Linked DNA regions of Mus musculus: region 2 is linked to region 1. Evidence: chromatin contacts called from public Hi-C data. All regions are on one chromosome and are shown on one strand. Each heading gives the region's core, a stretch centred on a gene start, on an enhancer-like site or on the middle of the called end of the contact. The rest is flanking DNA. Distances are from core to core; before and after follow the strand shown. Region 1 holds the start of Ppcs (phosphopantothenoylcysteine synthetase). Region 2 holds the start of Ppie (peptidylprolyl isomerase E (cyclophilin E)).

Region 1 (7,172 bases), core at 1,366-3,865:
TGATCTGGGCTCGAACCTGCATGCTGAAGCAGAGAACTGTAGAGGGAATCTTTTGTGCAATGTGTGAAATCTTCAATAAAAGGCTTTTGGCCTATGAGCTGAGGCAGGAAATAGGGAGGTAAAAGTTCTGATACAGATAGAGGATTTTTGGGATAGTCAGGAGCGAGAAGGAGATTCGCCCAGGAATGCTGATGGAGACAGAAGCATCAAACTGAAGAAGAGGTAACTTGCCATGTGGCACTCATAGGATGAATGAATAGGATTTTTGGGATACATGATGGTTGGGGAACAAAGCTAAAGATAATTCAGTCTGAGTCGCTATTTCTGGGAACAAAAAGGTGGTAAAGCCTGGGCTACAGAGAACTCACTCCTGAAAGCTGTCCTTTGATCTGTGCTCTCTCTCTCTCTCTCTCTCTCTCTCTCTCTCTCTCTCACACACACCAATACAATTAAATAAATAAATGTCCTGTTTTTAAAAGATCTATCACCTTGGAACATATTCACAATTCATAGTTTATACCATAAATATACAGAAGAAAATAGAAGAAATTCCACAAAAATGTCAGGCTGTTTTACTGAGCACTGGGATGCTGAACTCCAGCCCATGCTCACTTGCCAAGAATGAGGACGGCTGTATCACGTAGGACATGGAGGAAGGGCACCTGGAACAGTCTGAGAAGGGGAGGATCCTGTGATCTAACGAGAAGGCAGGGTCTGCCTTCCCCTGTCCCACACTGCTGCTGCCTGCCATCGTGACCCTCCCCTGTCCCACACTGCTGCTGCCTGCAGGAAGAAATGCATCTTACAAATACATATTATTTATGCAGTATAAATGCAGGTTGTGAGTTATTCACCGAATCCCTGTGTGGAAATCACTGGCTGGGACTCACGCAGCTTTCTTTCCCATTTAGGTTTCAGCCAAGGTCTTTCACTCTTTAACCAAACCAGTGCTGTATGGCTGGAACGGCCCACCCTTCTTCTGTGTCTTCACATAGCAAGCCCGTACTGGCCTCTCAATACTCAAATCTTATTTCAAAGAAACCTTTTTTAGATACTGCCCCAGTCACCATGTTACCCTCCTCAGAAGTCTCAGGGCTCAGGAGTGACAGAACTTAGCATGTAAAATGAAAAATAAGGCTTTAAAAAAACCACACACACACACAAGTCATTTGGCTATGAGTTAAGTTTGGAAGGTCAGTATCCTAGTTTTGTGAGGCCCAAAATAGAGTCTAGGGCAGGGGATGTGACTTAGTTGGTAGTTTGTCTAGTATGCACGGTGCCTTGAGTTCTCTCTCTAGTACTACACAAACCAGGCATGGCAACACATACTTGCAACTCCGGCCCTTGAGGGGTGTGGGTACGATGTTCAAAAGTTCAATTCTTAGCTTACATAGTGAGTTTGAGACCAACTACATGAAACTCTCTTATAAAAAAGGATGGGGATGGTGTTAATGCGAATACATTTAAACCCCTCGCATCTTGAATTACTACCTCTCCTACATTCAAACTCCCTTAGCTGTGCACTGGCCAATAGTCTTTCTTCTAGTCCTGAAGAACACGTCTTCCCTACTTAAGAACCCTACCTGTGCCTTTGTAGGGCAAGAACACCGGCTCTTTAGCTCCTTAACTTCAGACCAATCGTCTACTCTGAGAGAAGCTGTCTGCCCAATTTCTCCTCCCATTTCCTTTGACTTGCCATTTCTCCCTGAAATTATCATTTGTCTACTTCTCTGTCTTCAGAGTTCTCCTTGAGCTTTGAGAGGAGAGATCTACAGAAATGGCCCCATTATGTTCAGCACCAGGAAGGGTTTGCAACACAGTAACAGTAGGAGCCCCGCAAAACATCAGGCAAAAAACCCAGCAGAGCCGGAGAAGACGCAGAGGAAGCCACAGAAGTCTTAGACACGCGTCTTCAAGCCTGCTCTGGACTTGTGGGGTCCCTGGCAGGAAAGGCCACAAAGGACAGACACACGAGGCCAGACCCGTGTTGGGAGACAGGGAGGGAGCAGAGGCACCAGGCACCATGTTCCAGGGCCTACCAGTAATAAGTGACTGTACAGGCCGTGCACATCCGCTCGGCCGGGGCTTCGCACACCTCACAGGAGAGCCGGCGCCCCTTGGGCACCGCCAGCGGGTAGATCACGTTCATGGTGCGGCCGGCGGCGTCGGTCTCCAGGACGGTTGCCTGGCTAGCATCCGCAAGGCTGAGGTGTCACGTGACAACCACGGGCCAGCCCGGACGTCGGGATTTCAAGGGCAAGGGGGAGGGGCGGGACTGACTGCGACAATTGGGGAGGGGAGAGCACAAACTCTAAATCTCAAAGGTTAAATAGCCAGAACTTGACTGCCATGTAGCCCGAGCCTGGGGAGAACTATACGGTGGCCGGTATAGGTCAAAAACAACCATTTCGTTTTCCAAACTAGGAAATCCACAGGAAGCATAATTTTTCTGGATTTTCTAGATACGTTCTTCCTCTAGACGCTTCCCGACGGGCTTTCCCAGAACAGGCAAGCATTTCGAGCCTTAGCGAGATCAGGACCTACTGGCGGACATAGGAAAGGGAATGACCATAGTCACTATTTGCGGCTGCGCGCAGCCCAGGTATCCGGAAGGGGGCGTGGCGCCAGCGGCCCGGCGTGCCCGGGCGCTGTGGTTCTACCGTGGGGTGACTACAGTGCAGATGGCGGAAATGGACCTGGTGGCTGAGTTGCCGCGTCCTGCGGGTGCTGCGCGCTGGGCCGAGGTTATGGCTCGCTTTGCGGCCAGGCTGGGCGAGCAGGGCCGGCGGGTGGTGCTGATCACATCTGGAGGCACCAAGGTCCCCCTGGAAGCGCGAGCCGTGCGCTTTCTGGACAACTTCAGTAGCGGGCGACGCGGAGCCGCGTCGGCGGAGGTCTTCCTGGCTGCCGGCTATGGAGTCCTGTTCTTGTACCGAGCGCGCTCGGCCTTCCCCTATGCCCACCGCTTCCCGCCCCAGGCCTGGCTGTCAGCCCTTCGGCCTTCTGGCCCAGCCCAGTCGGGCAAGCTGAGTCTGGAGGCCGAAGAGAATGCGCTCCCGGGCTTTGCTGCAGCATTGCAGAGCTACCAAGAGGCAGCCGCTGCCGGCACCTTTCTGGCTGTAGAGTTTACCACTTTGGCGGATTATCTGCATCTGCTGCAGGCTGCTGCCCTGGCTCTCAGTCCATTAGGTGAATGTTCCAAGGAAATCCAAAGGTTTTCCTGGCTGTAGAGCCGTTCTCCCTAGCCTCTTTTCCCTATTGCTTGCTGCCTACCCCACAGCCAAGGAACCCGAGTTAAAGAAAAGATTCCATGCCCTTCCCCGATTTCTTATACTCCGTTTATCTTCACAGGCTCTTCTGCGATGTTTTACCTGGCCGCGGCAGTGTCAGATTTCTATATTCCTGTCTCCGAAATGCCTGAACACAAGATCCACTCATCTGGTGGCCCACTGCAGGTGATGGGCTCTTCTCTTCCAGAGATCTGACCCCCTCTAACCAATCTTGGGTTACTTTCCTCTTGATCTGGATGGCCTTTCAGCCTTCTGTATGAGCTAGGCACTGGGAATACAGAGATGAATAAGACACTGCCCTCAAGGATCTCACAGTCTAGCGAGGGCCTGGACACCAGCCATAATCACAGATCAGAATGATAAATGCTGTAGTGGAGGTATGTACAAAGTGCAGTCAGATCCCCGGGGTAGTGAGACGGGGGTGTCAGGGTGATGGAGATGACTCATCAAAAGATGGACAGAGGGCCTGATCAAGTGGGGAAGGTTATTCTAAGTGGAGTTACAAGTTGGAGTTTGCAACTGGGTAATGTTCTGTGAACCAAAGTGCTTTGGTAAGGCTGAAGAGGCATCTTGCCTCTTGGTATACACAACCTTTGTATTCCTTAAGACCCTTGAACTTTATCCTGTGGAGCCTGGAGACACAAAGGTGGAAGGAAAGACAAGACGTTGTTTGGATGCAGCAGCATCTTCCCTTTCATTGCAGCCCTCCAGGGACAGATGGGCTCTTCATTTCAAGGCTAGCCTGGTCTACCTAGTGAATTACAGGCCAGCCAGAGCTGCACAGTGAGAGAGTAAATAAATCTCAAAGTAAATAAATAAAAGTAAAAAGTTTTGTTTGTACAGAATATCCTAGTATTTTGGAACTAGGAAGCAGAGGGATAAGTGGGGGTTATTGTCCTTTCAGGAAGAAGAAGGGGAGGATAGTGTCACCTTAGTGTCACCGCTGAAAATTGAAGGTGATTTGGTGTCTTGGAACATGAGGGAAATCATAGACATTTGTTGGCTGATATAAGTAGTGTTTATTGATGAAATTGTCTGAGGGGCGCCTTGGGGATAGTTAAGTTACACATTTCAGAGTACCTACTGTGTGCCAAGTGTTATTGTGGAAGAGAAGTACACTGGCAGTTGCTGGCATTGCTTTCAGTCTGCAGGGGAATCCCTGATGCACACAGGTGGTAAATGCCAAGAAGAGAGATCAAGTGGGAGCTTGTGTGGGATTCCTGGCACACTTGCAGGCAGAACTCATACTCTTTAAAAATCCTGGGATCTCCAGTTTATCCTTTTTTTTTTCTTTCTACCTTAAAAATATCCAGAATGAACTAGGCAGTGGTGGCACACACATTTAATCCCAGCACTTGGGAGGCAGAGGCAGGCAGATTTCTGAGTTCGAGGTCAGCCTGGTCTACGGAGTGAGTTCCAGGACAGCCAGGGCTAAACAGAGAAACCCTGTCTCAAAAAAAAAAAACCAAAACCAAAAACAAAAAAATCCAGAACAACTTAGTATTCCCCTTTGGTTGTATAAGGTTTAGGAAACAGGGCAGGGACTTTAATCAAGTGAAGACCAAGTCAGTCATGTCTCAGTACTCTGTTGTGATTATTGTATTAATACTTTTAGTTAACAAATGAAAAAAAAAAAACCTCCAAGTACAAATCAAATCAGTAGCCACGCCCACCAGCACGACATTTTAGACTTGAGAGATTTAAAACCCAATATATTGGAATCCTGCCAAAGTAACTTTTTTTTTTCCCCTGAGACAGGGTTTCTCTGTAGCCCAGGCTGTCCTGGAACTCACTTTGTAGACCAGGCTGGCCTCGAACTCAGAAATCCGCCTGACTCTGCCTCCCAAATGCTGGGATTAAAGGTGTGCGCCATCACGCCCGGCTCAAAGTAACATTTTTATGAACAGATTATAGTTATCTTCAGATTTTCTTTAAAAAATAAAAGAGATGAGTATGATTAAAATACAATCTATAAAATCCTCAAAGACTTAAAAATATTTAAATGAGTTAAAAGGAAGTTCCAGGCTTGGTGGCAGCTCACACCTCTAACCCCAGCCCTCTGGAGACTGGCGGGAAGATCAGCATTTGAAGCCAACCTGGCCCATATACCAACCTCTAGGTTAGCCGGGGCTGCATAGTGAAACACTGTCTTTGAAAATAGTAAAATAAAGGGGAACGTTTGAGAAATTGTAATGAAAATGGCAGGCCAGGACTGGTTCAGAAAACATACTTTGCAGCAAAGTAGATGATGGGCTCTGAATTCAGGCTTCAATATGAACCTAAACGAATCTACAGAACCCAGTCTTTGGCATTTGGTGTGCTGCAAGAAGTTTCCAAACTGTAAGAAAGCCCACCTAACCTTAGTCAAAAGTCGGTCCTTGGTTGCTTGGATCCCTGGTAGGGACTGACCAGTGTTAACTAACTGAACTTGGCTTGCTTTTTCGGATACAGATAACAATGAAGATGGTGCCAAAGATGCTTTCCCCTCTGGTCAAAGACTGGGCTCCTAAAGCGTTTGTAGTTTCCTTTAAGCTGGAGACAGACCCGGACATCATAATCAGTCGGGCTCGGAATGCTTTGGAAGTTTACCAGCATCAGGTGGTGGTGGCCAACATCCTGGAGTCAATAAAGTCCTTTGTGATTATTGTAACCAAAGACTCGGAGACAGAGTTACTGCTGTCCGAGGAGGAGGTGGCAAAAGGCTTGGTGATAGAAGAGAAGATAGTAGATGACCTTCGGTCTCGACACACAGCTTTTATATGTGACAAAAACTGAAGGAAATGCTCCTCTAGGATCAAACACCAGAGCTCTTACCACTGATAGGAACTAAGATTGATCCTCTGTTAAGGATCAACACAGTGAAGAGATAGTAAACGCGGTGTGCAGGCAAGTGCCTGCTGGGACTTCAGTTCTGAGAGTGAAACACTGGACGCTCTCCTGGATCTGGAAAGTGAACAAGAGTTCACAAAGAGGACTGTGGGATTGCGTGGCCTGCAGAGCAGATGAGCCAGGAGCCGCTGCGTGTTGGCCTACTGTAAGGTCATGGTGCGTGAATGGTCATGCTCTGAAGAAGTGTTTATCAAGTGCCTACCATGTGCCAGGGCCTTTGTGAGCTGTGAGGGTCTGAAAGATGAATGAGCACGTCTCATTTGGGAACTGGATGTACAAAAATTTATGTGCAATAAAGTATGTGCCCACAAAGGGACACTTGGAAAGGGCGGGTTTCTGGTTTTTTGTTATTGTTTTTTTTTTCTTTTACAATTTAGTTATTTTATGTGTTTGAGTGTTTCTGCTTGCATGTATGTTTATACACCATGGGTCTGCGGTACCTTTGGAGGCTAGAAGAAGGAATCAGAGCCTCTGGAACTTGTGAGCCTCCATGTAGGTTCTGGGAATCAAACCTGGGTCTTTTAAGAAGAAAGACGTTTTTACTAAAACAGGAGTAATGCAGATAAGGTAGATCACAGACCTCCCTACATCTACTTTTTGCCTCTTGGCCTAGATTTATTCCATATTTAGGTAATACTTTTCAAATATTTTAAGGCTGTTCTTCGGATAGATAACCAGCCTTCCACTTGGACCCTGGCAGGAGTTAAATGATTGCTTCTGCCCTGAGGGAACTGTTACCCTGTGATAAAGTGTGGTGTTTAGATAGCCAGCTGGGCATTCTACTAGATTCATGAATGAGGCCCTTGACTTAATCTTAGTTTATGTATCTACAGTGTAGGGATAAAAATAGAGCATTGGTCTCATGTCTGGCACTTTACACTCAGTACGCTGGTGCAATTACCGTTTTTCTCAGAATCAGGCCAAAACATTTGATCACTGAGTCCCTGAGAAACTCACTATCCCTAAGAAGTTCTCACTATCCTGTTTTAGAGT
Region 2 (7,172 bases), core at 1,799-4,298, 3.7 Mb before region 1:
CAAGATCACCACTCATGTGGTGGCTCACAACCATCCATAGCTCCAGTATAGAGGATTTGATGCTGCCTTCTGACCCCTGTGGGCACCAGATATGCACATGGTGCGTATGTGTGCATACAAGCATGCAAAACATTCATACACATCAAGTAAATCTTAAAAAATTAATATGTACCCACAGAGAAGTGTAGTCTTCATCCCTCATCAAGGAAACTTCTGTTTGCAACAGTTGGATGTCACTACAGAAAACAATAGCCAATCAATATGCAGAGTTGAGGAGCCCGGTTCCAGTGGATACATCTACAAAATACTCCCACACCTATGGCCCAGGGAGCATTGCAGAAAGGGTGTGTGTGTGTGTGTAAGCCATAGGATTTTGGCTTTTGCTCTAAGACTGTGTTTCTTAGTAACATCAGAAGTACACTCAGAAAGTCTCAAGAGCTTGGCCACCCAAATATGAGCTGAGTAAGGAGGACACCAATAAACACACCAAGCTGCACAGGATAAAGCCAGCAAGACCCCAACACTACACAAAGAATTACAGGCAACTGAGTGGATCCGGGAGCAGGAAAATGGCTCTCCTCAGGGAAGAAATAGTCAGCTCCAGTGTGCCAAATGGTCAGCTCTAAAACCACACAAACAAGTAACATTACGCCGGACATGGTGGTGCACGCCTTTAATCCCAGCACTCGGGAGGCAGAGGCAGGTGGATTTCTGAGTTCGAGGCCAGCCTGGTCTACAGAGTGAGTTCCAGGACAGCCAGGGCTACACAGAGAAACCCTGTCTCGAAAAACCAAAAACCAAAAACCAAAAAACAAAACAAAAACAAAAAACAAGTAACATTATATGAATTCAACTGGTTATATTTAGGAATACATATATGTATATATAAATATATAGTTGGCATGTAGTAACAATTGACTTAAAAAAAAAAAGAGGCCATACATTTGAAGGATAGTGGGAAAAGGATTACGGGAGGGCTTTGGGGGAGGAAAGGAGAAAAATGTTATATTTAAAATATAATATCAAAAATTAAAAAGTGGGAAAAGATCAGTGTAAATGTGACCATGTAACTTCCTTGCTATCACCCCATGATAGCTTCTCAAAATCCCCAAGTTTTTCACAAAGCTTGCAGGCCCTGACATGAGGTGGCCTCTACCCATCTCTCCTGCCTGAACATGTGTCCTCCATTTCCACCTCATTATGCTCCTGCCTCTCAGCTCAGCTTCCATCTTAAAAGTCTCCTCAAGGGGCTGTGAGGTGGCTCAGCTGGTAACAGCGCTTGCCTTGCAAACCTGGGACCTGATCTGGTAGGAGGAGAGAATCTACTCCATCAAGTTGTCCTCTGGCTTCCACAAGTATGCGTATACACACACATTTGAATAACAAAGTTTATAAAAGTTACCTCAGGAAAATCTAAATGCTCTGCCTACAGTAGCTGAGGATATGGATCAGTGGTAGAATATTTGCCGAGGAATGGTCTTCAGCTCTACGTCTGATCTCCAGCACCGTAACTGAAGGGACCCGCACACAGTGTTCCCTCTTGAACACTGGGTTAGGCACAAACCACACTCAAACACCTATTTCCATAGAGAGATCCTTTACTGAGCAGGGGAAAGTGACTGTTCTCCGCTCAGGCAGACAGCAGCAGCAAATGACCTTGTGGGTGTGATGTTTTTTTAAGAGGAAAAAGAGGGGAATCTGTGATAGAATGGCTAGGATGTGGTGGTCATGTTTTGGTTGACCGTATTAATTAGGGTAGGCCAAGGGGGGATTTGACTGTTGTAGTGGCTATTTCTGGTTGTCAACTTGACTATATCTGGAATGAACTACAATCCAGAATTGGAAGGCTCATCAGTGACCCTAATCTGGAGGCTGAGAGATAGAAGTTTCTGACCTGGATCTCAGTATGGAGATCTTGAGGCATAGTGGCTATGGATTTCAGAAGATTAAGACAGGGAGATCAAAGATTAAGATTAAATTCCTTTACTATATAGAGACTACCCACAGTTCTGTGACTCTAGAGAACCCTGACTAATACAATTGTTGAACTTTAATACTTTGATAGCTGGACCTTGGTGATCATCCTCAGGAGGAGGCCAAATAAGGGAATAGACCTTATTTGGCCTACGGCTAGCTTTAGGAATATAACCCTGTTTGTTTGTTTGTTTATTAGCAAGGCAGAGGGAATGGGGAGAAGGACAAGGCCTGCCACACCTGTGCTTACCAAGCTTGGGCCTGCTAGAGCCCTTTAACAATACAGCAAAGCTTCCTGTGGTGGTATATGCTTTTAGTCCCAACCCTCAGGAAGAGATCTCTGTAAGTTCAAGGTCAGCCTGGTTTACATAGTGAATTCCAAGATATTCAGGACTACATAGGAAGATCCAGTCTCAAAATAAATACATAAAATAAAACTTGTTAAATTTCTATTTGAGGTAGGTTGGTGGTATTCAATTGGGATTTCAGCACTGGGGAGGCTGAGATCTGGAAGGCATAGTGGGATACTCTAACAAGCAAACAAATGTGATCCTACTGTTTTGTACTGCTATTGAGAACCTATAAATTTAAATATTACGTTAGAACAAGAGTATAGCAAACACTTTGCCCAAAGGGCCAGATGGTAAAATATCAATGGCCGTGGGAGGAACAGGTCTCTTCCCTTTGTAACATGAAAGCAGCCAGACAATAGAAAAGGAACGGATGTGGCTATACTCTAACAATTAAACTTCGTGATATTGAAATTTTAATTTCATATAATTTTCATCTCTCAAGAAATATTGTCGATCCTTCGCCTCACCCCGGTTCAAAGTGTAAAAACCGTTCTTGGCTCCCGAATTGGCCAAAAACAGCTGCCTGGACAGCCCGGACCATAGTGTGTTGGTAATGGTTCAATTGCCGTTAATATCTAGGTTGATCAGACCAAGGTTTGTTTCCTTCCAGCTCTGGGAGCTACAGCCAAGAAGGGGCGGAGCCTGCAGCCGCACAAAGACCCGCCCCGACCTAAGGGGAGGGGCGACGGCGAGGGGGCCGGCCGAGTGCCGGCTTCCGGCGGAAACGGGCGCGAGCAAGATGGCCACCACCAAGCGTGTGCTGTACGTGGGTGAGCAGGCGCGGGAGCTAGACTTAGTCTGAGCAATGTGGGAAAGGGGGAAAGCAGCCGGGGTCTATGGAGGGCTTGCTGGGCCTGAGGGTGTGAGCCCGAGATGGAAGGACAATTCCGGCGACCTTCCTAGTCCACTAAGCGCACAGGAACCCCGACGAGTGACAAGAATTTTGGGCTTCCAAATCCCTCCCGCCCATTCGTTTTACAAACATTCAGTGCGGAATGGCTGGATCTCTGCCCTAAAGGAGGAGTTACCAGACTATCTAGGAGAAAGTGGGAAATAACCTACACACCCTAGCGTTGTAATAGGGACTAACAATGATGACAGGAACTTGGGTGAGGGCAAACTTTCTGTTGCCGGGACGCAGAAGTTGAGCAGGAGTTGGGCAAAGAGTCAGAGTAGAGGCAAAGCTGTTCGCTGCACCGGAGCCGAAGCTCAAAGGCGTAAAAGAGCCTGGCGCCTAGGGGCAGCTGGGTCATTTTTCGAGAAACTCAGGGAAATTGGGGAAAACAAAATGGAAGATACAAGAGAGATCGGCGAGAGTCGGATGATAACCCTGTGTACACTACCAAGGAGCTCTCACTTTATCTTGAGGACAGTGACATTTAAGACTTTGAAGTCTAAGAGAACCGATGGATTCATTTCCACTTATATTTGGTTGGGGGGGGGCGGTTGGAGGAAGGAATTGAGGCAGAGAGGTCAGTTACAAAGCTTTCACAAGAGTTGGAGATCGAATCAGAACTGTTTAAAAGGAGATTGAAGAAAGGAAAGTAGTGTGGGTAGGCTGTAGAGAGAGATGTTTGTGTAGACAAAGGACTGGATGGAAAGATCCCTCCCTTTGCCTGTCATACCAGTGACAGGCAAAGTCCCTGGTGTGCAGGGACCTCTGAGTGTGTAGGACAGCGGCTCAGAAGGTCCTTGGCTCATTTGCAGGCGGGCTGGCAGAAGAGGTGGACGACAAGGTTCTTCATGCTGCATTTATCCCCTTTGGAGACATCACAGATATTCAAATTCCTCTGGACTATGAAACAGGTGGGTCATTTGAGTGTCTTTAACGCTCATTACCCTCCGATAGGGAAAGAATTAAAGTCACATTCCAGTTCTAAATTTACATTCTTAAGTTCTAGTAGAATTCTTGCCCACCATATGAGGCTTTGGTTTCAGTTCCCAGCACTAATCACACAGAGACACACACAGAGGGGCAGAGACACACACAGAGACACACACAGAGGGGCAGAGGGGCAGAGACACACACAGAGACACACACAGAGAGGCAGAGGGGCAGAGACACACACAGAGACACACACAGAGAGGCAGAGGGGCAGAGACACACACAGAGAGGCAGAGGGGCAGAGAGGAGAGAGACAGGGTGGGAATAGCAAGATCTTTAAACTCTGAGTCTGGGGAATCTCCCCACCCCCTAAAAACCAGTAGAGTAGTTGATGGCCACGGTGGCACATGCCTGTAAACCTAGCAATTCAGAGGCTGCAGCGGGAGGATAGAGTTTAAGGTCAGTCTGGGCTACAGCAGAAACATATGCAAGAAATGTTCTACTGACTTTCTAGTTGGCACTGTTGTGTGGGGGCTTTTTCTTAGCTCAGAATTTGTCTCAGGATAAAACTGAATCTCCTTACAGGTTTTAGAATTTATCTGTAGTTGATCAGATTATATATTTGGTTGATGGCTTTTTTTTTTTTTTGGCCTGTATTTGTTTTTGTTTTGTTTCTATTTCAAAATGATTTAACTGTGTTGTCCGGGCTGGCCTCCAAACTGATGATCCTTCTGTCTTAGCTTCCTAAGTAGTTAGCATTACAGGTGTGTGCTGTGGCACCTGGAATCAAATTGTAGATTTGGATAAATAGTTGATTTGCTAAATAACTTACCTTGCCAGTTTACACTTCATGAGAAGTTGAAGTTCAATATGTAGCTTTAAAAAAAAAAAGGATTCATTTATTATTATATCTATTATATCTGTAGCTGTCTTCAGATGCACCAGAAGAGGGTGTCAGATCTCATTAGGGATGATTGTAAGCCACCTTGTGGTTGCTGGGATTTGAACTCAGGACCTTTGGAAGAGCAGTCAGTGCTCTTAACCGCTGAGCCATCTCTCCAGCTCCTCAGTATGTAGCTTTATCCCTAGAAGATGTTTATTATTGCTTCAGGTATTAAGAGGAATCAAAGGATGAGGGTCCTTTGTAAATCATGACTGAGTAGGTTTTCTGGTGTCTGGACATGGTATGGGCCGGCTTCTTTGTGATTGTTCTCTTTTCTTCTCTTGCCTCACATAGCAGTTACCTAGATCTTTGTGTTTATTTCCCTTTTTTGCAGAAAAACACCGAGGGTTTGCTTTTGTTGAGTTTGAGTTGGCAGAGGTGAGACTTTTGTGCTTTGCTTAAGTCTTTTGTTCCTACAGAGAAACAGTTCTCAGCCTGTGGGGGTTGTATATCATGTATTTAAGTTATGATTCATAACAATGGCAGAATTACAGTTATAAAATAGCAACTAAATAATTGTATAGTTTGAGGTCCCCACAGCATGAGGAACTGTATTAAAGGGTTGAGTACCTACTGCTAAAGCGGAAGCTATTTCCCATTTACTTAGGTTCCGGGTCCTAGGGTAATGCTTTCAGAGGTCCAGAAATGCTGTTTGAAGCAAGGCTTCCTAGTAGACTGATCTGTCAATAACAGCTCAGACCCAGTCAGACCCTGCCTGTCTTACTCTGCAGGGCTCTTCCAGCTCTGTTCACTGAACATTCTTGCCTGGCTGTGCAGGTGATTATCTCTTAAGCCTTCAGCTAGAAAAAACACCTTCAGCTAGAAAGAGATTATGGTACAGTGAGCTGAAAAACTGCCCAAGAAGTGTTGTTGGTCACACACCCCACCTAGGCAGGAAGTACAGAGGTGACTTTTTCCTGTTTATTTTGCTACCAAGTGTGCATTTAGACACACAAGAAGTATTCCACTACAAGCCTAAACTTACACTTTGCATTTCCTTGGCAGGATGCGGCAGCAGCTATCGACAACATGGTATGGCTGGGGATCCTCATTCTAACTGAAGGTGCCTTTCGCTGGTACAGTGGGCCCTTGTTCAGATACTGGTATTCTGAATTTCTGAAGTGTCAGGATTGGGTGGGGAGGTAAAGGTTACCTTCAAGTAAAAACATCCACTGTGGGCTGGTCAGTAGTAAAATTGGTTCCCGCCCAGACGCCTCCCCGTTACTTGAGCACGTCCTGCTCACTGATCTGCTTGGCTTGTCTCTCACTGGCCGTCCACCCTACGTGATAGCAAACGGGAAGGGTTTCATGAAATAGTAGACCAGTTAATAACAGAGAAGAGAGATTCAGGAAGAGGTAACCAAAGGCCACGCTACTGACACAGCTGATTAGAACAGCTGGAAGAGTCCTTGGAAACAATGGCACTCTTCAAGATCTGTGGCCTGCCTAAGACACTTATATGTCATGTCAGAGGTGAAGTGCAAAGGTGTCATATCCTGTGGCTAGAACTTTGCTGGGAAAAAAATCTATAAAACTAATCATCTCTGGTTACATATTTCCATTATAAATCAATGCGTAATTGATTCTCATACTAAGAAATTTACACTTTTATGTTTTTCTGGTTTCATAAAATTCTAATAAAAGACTTTTTTTTTTTTTTTGCCACAAAGTTTTCACTGCTGACTTAAGGTTTACATTAAGTGGCCTTTCCTGGTGCTGATATCTTGCTGAAGTTGTTTATTCATTATCCTCTACCACCTATTTTCCATGTATGCTATTTCAAAGCCGATCTTGCTTTCAAAGGTGAACTCAGATCTATGTACATTTTTCCCTGTCACTTGCATCCTTTGAGCTCAGAATTACTCTTAGTAGTGCAGGTCTTTGGTGGTATTACAGGTTTGCAGCAGCTCTGGGGAGGAAGTACCTTGTAATTTTCTTTCCTTGATACTGTTTGTGGTGAGAGCATAGCTTTCATTGCTAAGGGATCTAGGATTCAAAGGAAACACCAATCAGGTTTCAGAAGTAAATGAAAAGCTGCAGAGTTGTTTGTTTGAGACAGGGTTTCTCTGTATAACAC

What was found. A called contact is a pair of places that touch in the nucleus more often than the background predicts.
Region 2: a contact with region 1 is called in a Hi-C map of B cells, with 5 read pairs. The contact joins the promoter of Ppie here to the promoter of Ppcs in region 1. A contact is called at or near these places in 1 of 39 promoter capture datasets (cranial neural crest) and 1 of 484 Hi-C or Micro-C datasets (B cells).

What each region holds. Positions count from the first base shown.
Region 1 is chr4:119,417,863-119,425,034 of GRCm38.p6, reverse strand. Ppcs (phosphopantothenoylcysteine synthetase) reads left to right here and starts at 2,615. Exons shown (of 3, transcript NM_026494.4): 1 at 2,615-3,189; 2 at 3,352-3,455; 3 at 5,742-6,508. The coding sequence starts at 2,682. The coding sequence ends at 6,065. It overlaps Zmynd12 (zinc finger, MYND domain containing 12), which reads right to left and starts at 2,351. Exons shown (of 8, transcript NM_001014900.2): 1 at 2,040-2,351. The coding sequence starts at 2,149.
Region 2 is chr4:123,135,827-123,142,998 of GRCm38.p6, reverse strand. It overlaps Ppie (peptidylprolyl isomerase E (cyclophilin E)), which reads left to right and starts at 3,048. Exons shown (of 10, transcript NM_019489.6): 1 at 3,048-3,097; 2 at 4,035-4,133; 3 at 5,430-5,473; 4 at 6,101-6,127. The coding sequence starts at 3,067.